Regions from separate parts of the Mus musculus genome. Here region 1 is linked to region 2. The links are chromatin contacts, called in public Hi-C maps. All regions are on one chromosome and are shown on one strand. Each heading gives the region's core, a stretch centred on a gene start, on an enhancer-like site or on the middle of the called end of the contact. The rest is flanking DNA. Distances are from core to core; before and after follow the strand shown. Region 1 has its middle 88 kb from the start of Gm36260. Region 2 overlaps Gm44812.

What was found. A called contact is a pair of places that touch in the nucleus more often than the background predicts.
Region 1: a contact with region 2 is called in a Hi-C map of liver, with 4 times the contacts expected there. The contact joins two enhancer-like sites. A contact is called at or near these places in 1 of 484 Hi-C or Micro-C datasets (liver) and 1 of 9 other capture datasets (embryonic stem cells).

The regions. Positions count from the first base shown.
Region 1 is chr7:71,466,834-71,469,533 of GRCm38.p6, forward strand. No RefSeq gene overlaps it. Among named protein-coding and RNA genes, the nearest start is that of Gm36260, 88 kb to the left of the region's middle. Within about 2 kb of position 1,293, at least 6 of the 459 cell types and tissues checked have an H3K27ac peak or open chromatin away from gene starts, as enhancers often do. A contact at or near this core is called in liver, where this site is marked.
Region 2 is chr7:70,534,876-70,537,575 of GRCm38.p6, forward strand. All of the region lies in intron 4 of Gm44812, which reads left to right. Among named protein-coding and RNA genes, the nearest start is that of Gm35842, 11 kb to the right of the region's middle. Within about 2 kb of position 1,381, at least 3 of the 459 cell types and tissues checked have an H3K27ac peak or open chromatin away from gene starts, as enhancers often do. A contact at or near this core is called in liver, where this site is marked.

The sequences.
Region 1 (2,700 bases), core at 43-2,542, 930 kb after region 2:
ACCAAACACCCCAAACTTACAGTATTTTATCTTTATTTTATTGTTGTATATATGGTATTATAAATCTTCTTGCTTTGAAATATGGAAAATCTTATATATTCTATTTGTAAATTATTTTATTGTGTAAATTTCATATATTCTTTTAATTTTGATATGAAATGCTTTTCTCTGTATTCATTGCTTAGTGGAATTTTCAATTTTCTTCACAGAAAAACAAAATTGAAAAAAAAAAGAGAAAGATTATCTTTTGCTATTTTTCATTTGTTTTTGTAAATTCATTTTGAGTCCTCAGAGGGTAAGATTTATAAACATTTAATGCCCTAGTTGGCATCTTCTACTGGATTTATGATAATACATGTACAAATATTTCTGATGGATACCTTGGCAAAATTAGAGATACATGTCCTGGTAACAATCTTTTGTTTATTAAGGCAATTATTAAGAACATTTGATGTGTGTGAATCTTTTGTCACTTTTACCTAAGAAGCATGTTTCTTTTATCATCAAGATCCAAATAAACAAGAAATAGAAATGTAAAAACACAAGGGAAAACTTAAAAATATGCTGAGCATGTATCGCCATCTGGATCTAAAATCTCTCCAGCATGCCCATGCTCACTGAACCAGTGATTCTCTCTTGACCAAAATGTACGCAAAATGTGTGCCTTCCAATGAAGTTACTTGTGGCTCCCTGGCAGGAACAGCCTATTGCACAATGGAGTGCCGGCTCACTTCTCTCCCTAGTATTATTTACAGAAGGAGTACAAAGTATTTTGTTGTTGATTAGATAGGAAAAGGAAATTCCAGCCAACGGTTTCTCAGCATGACTTTTATTTTGATGGATATTTTTTAATGAACCTAATTTATGTGAAGGTTGTTCCGTTAAAAGAATAGTTCACAAAAATATCATGCATGGTTGATCTCAAGACTGTGTTGTGATCCAAAAACAACACACAACAGCAGTCAAATATACGTTTTATGGGCACTTGTCTGTTTTGCTATAACACCGGAAAACGTTCTTTAATTAAAGTTTAAAACCGTAACTGATTAATTTTCTAAACAAACAATCCCTGTAAACATGGGATGTCAGCATCTTAGGGCTGTGTGGGTAGAAATTTTCCTCTCCTTGCAAAGGCAACCAAGGAGGACTCTGGGTGAAGCAGCAAGTGACATTGTGCCCTGGAGGTGAAGCGTCAGGATTTCTAGCATATTCTATAATCTACCTCTCAACAGATCAGAAATTGGAAAGATGTTCCATGCTTGTGACAGTGCTGGCCTGGACCTGCTTGCTACCCTTGACACGTGTAGCTTTTTGACAACAACTCAGTGTGAAAAGGTTCAAAGGACCCTGTTTACTGGGTTACCCTGGTGCTGACGTGGCACAGCGTGGGAGATATTCTTGGGCTTTTGGCTACTGACAGGGATGCCCATCATTTAGAATGAACACCCTCATTTGTTTCCTACTATGAAACCTCAGCTCTGATTTTCACAGTAGTCAGTAAGCAGTCTTGATTCTCCTCAGCCACTCCGTGACCTTTATGTGTTCTTTCTCTTTAAAATTAGAGGGGAGAATTTCAAATGTTACTTAAAAACTCCAAATGGGTTTTCAAAAAAAAAAAAAAAAAAAAACCCAAACAAACATGAAGGTATAATGGCAGGAAAATGGACGAGTATGTCAAACTAAAACTAAAAATCTAACTCTTGAAGTAAGAATGCCCGCAATTGAGATATTTTTATTAGACATCCACAGTATTTCCAATAATAAGTTACAGTCTACATTGTTCCTCCAAAGTCTGGGAAAAGAAGTAAATTAAGGTTGTTTGGGTTTGTCTAGGTGACATTGGTACACTGAGTTTGTGTTTCCGACACATCTCACTCATTAGACTTACCTCAAAGTCCTGATTTACTCACTCAGAGCAATCTGGCATAACAGATCTCCACCTTGTCATATGGAATGGTGATATACATCGCCTCAAAATGCATGTTTCCACACACATAGATACTTCTAAATTCTCAGTGCCATTATCTCACTTGCCCATTATGCAGCAAAATCTTTTAAAGTAAATGTTTCCTTAAAATTGAATGGGTGGGTAGGGAAGTGGGGGGGGAGGGTATGGGGGACTTTTGGGATAGCATTGGAAATGTAATTGAGGAAAATATGTAATAAAAAATATTTAAAAAATTGATCATATCCTTATTTTATTTTATCTTAAGATAATATGTGTACATGTGTGACAGACAGTGTAAATATGAATGCACGTGTGTGTACATGTGCCTGCTGAAGCTAAAAGAGATCGTTGAGTCCTCTAGAGTTGGCGTTACAGGCAGTCATATGGTCCTCAATGTGGGCTAGAAAGCAAACTGGGGTCCTCTGGAAGAGCAGCAACTGCTCTTCACTATTGGGCCATCTCTCTAATTCCTAATCATATATTTTATTACTGTAGGAAGAAAAAGAACTGTGAATTAACACTTCCATACAGTAAGAGAGCAACTGATCTTTTATTTTTATCTCCCAGTGAAGTGGTAGATTAATTAGTACACCATTTAAACGCAAGCCTAAGGAAGCAAGATAATAAAATGAGTGTTGGGTTTGGAAATGAACACTGGGCTGAGATGGGACTTAGAAGAATCTTGTTCATTAGCTGTGTGCATGTTAAGTGCTTGATTTCTGGTGTAAGAAAATAAATATTTTGGATCTTCT
Region 2 (2,700 bases), core at 131-2,630:
CCCCCAGTTAAATACATACATATAAAGCTGTAACTAGAGCAGCTGCTTCTGCCTCTATTGTACTCAACTTTGCTTCTCTTCCAGGAGTAAAAGACGCTGTGCAAGAATGGATTTACAACCCCTCAGTTACCCTCTGCAACATTTTCCCACTCTCCCACGGACTTGTGTGAATATTTGGCTGCCTGGATGGTGCCTTATTTCAATACATTTTATCTTATAGAGCTGAGGATTGAACCAGAGGCCTCACACATGCTAGAAAAGTGCTCTACAATGATGCTGTATCCCCAGCTAGGTTGTGCTTTCATGTATAAACATAATAGCTCTACTTACTGTACTACATCCATGTACACATCCCACCGATGACGCAAGAGACATTTCAAGGGTAAATTTGCCATATCCTCAAAATCTATGGAGTAGATTCCTTGACTACGAACCTAGTCAGAGTGAGGCATAATTTGATATTCTACAGAATACAAAGTTATGCACCATCAGAATCACCAATGCAATAAAACCAAGAATAGTGGGGTAACTGTGTGATTTCTGGCTGCTACCAGTCTGCTAGAGGTAGGCATGTGGATGGCATAGACAATAATGGTGTCACACATGGCTTAATGAATTTTCATAATAGCCAGGAAATTGGTATATTATGTGTAGCAAAGTCTTGATGACCTTACTGGATTGGTTCTTAAAATATCACATGGCCTTGTGGCTTTTTCAGAATGACTACAAGGGCAGAGAGGATCCTGGGTTCTACCACCAACGCAAGGACTGACTAGTGCTGGTCTCAGAAGGGCAGCGGCTACTGGCTGGTAGATACTAGGATGACTCTCATGCCATGTCTGCTAAATTTATGTTTTCAAAAGATTCTGTGTGTGTGTATTAGGGGTCCTAGGGTGGGTGAGTTCTTGCTATGGTGTATGTGGGGGTCAGAGCACAGCCTCAGGTGTGGGTCCACTCCATCCACCTTGTTTGGAACAGGGTCTTTATTGTTAGCTGGTGAGTGCGCAGGGCTATCTGTCTCCTCCTTCTCCTCCTACCTCACCAAGGGAGACTGAGATTATGGACGGGTTCTGCACTTGCTGATGAGTTCTAGGGATTCAGGCGTGTGAAGTACTTTCCCCTTAGAACCATCTCCCTACCCTAAAACTTTTATAGTTTTGAAAAGTCAGTAAGCTTCTGCGGGTTCTGGATAACATTCAGGACTCTTTTATTATTTCTTTGTGCCCAAGGAAGGAAGAACCCGAGGACTTCGAGACAACAGGCAGGGGGCTCAGAGCACAGTGAGTACTAGGGAAATGTGCTCCTGAGGCCCGTCTGTGCAAGCAAACTTTGCCTCAGGAACAAACTTGCTCTGCCTTTGTGTGACCTACTTGTACCAAAGTGGGAGGCTGGCTGAGCAAAGTACATTTGTAGGCTGTGAACCGTTTTATTGATAGATGGTTCTGTATCACCTCTTTGATGTCTTCATGGAAAACCGTGCTGGTCATTTTGCTCCTGGGTGTCTGACAGCCAGGATGAATCAAGTTTTCTTTGAGGAGAAACCTCCAGCATGCCAATTTCCTGCCATAGCTCTGTCTCAACCCACCTATCTACCCACCCACCCACCCAACTCCTCACCCTAAGTCCAGAAGTCCACCTCTAAAGAGTTGTTGGGATGACATGGAAATATTTGTGATCTATAAAATAATTCCATACTTACAATATGCTTACAGTATTTATCAAAATAGAGTTAATAAAATACAATGTATTTGCTTATTAAACTACTAATTGATACCTATAGGTACACACACATTTTGTATGTGATAAGCACTGTATAAATATAATTATTTACGATTACAAAGTAAAATCAAGTCAATACAGGAAGCTTAAGCAATGATTGGAAGTTTGAAGCTTAGTGGTGAAGGGCAAGAAGGCTTGGCTGAGTAGATTGCAGAATATTTTGAAGGGAAGGTGTTGAAGTGGGTGACATTTGAACTGGTCAGTGGGAGCGAGAAGAGTTTGTTGGGGGGAAATGGCACAAAGATTTGAACTATGAAGGAGATGCTTTCTGAATACCATAATGCTTTTCGGCTTGCCTTTAATGCCGTCTTATATATTCCTTAAGCTATTTGCCCAATTTTATGTGTACACGATCCTCTGACCTGCTATTTGGATTCTCTTTATGGGCCTAAGCCTTTTTAAAAAAGGTCTAATTAACACCATTATTCATTTGTGAGTGTGGCTAATAACTGTCTTATGGTTATTATATAATGATTTTAAGGTTTTGCTTATTCAAAATCAACTTCTCTGATCCTTAACTATGGGCATATTATTTGATTTAATTTATTATTGATATCTTTCTTCTCTCCCTTCTTTCTCTCTTGACTTAGTGGCCATGGGAAATGGATAGAAAAATGAGAAAGGAAACTTGTTAGAAATATTGTATACAACTGCTTACTATTTTAAATATTTTTAGATTTATCTGTTTTATGTTACATGTATGAATGTTTTGCCTGTTTCTATATGTGTGCCTCAAGTATATACCTAGTGCCTGAGGCAGTCAGAAGTCCTTTGATCTCCTGACACTGGACTGGCATACGCTTATGAGGTGTGAGTGCTAGGAACTGAACCCAGCTCCTTTGCTAGAGCAAAAGTGCTATTAGCTGCAGAGCCAGTCCTCTAATCCTACTCTATTGCTTATTAAATTTTTCTGATTATTTC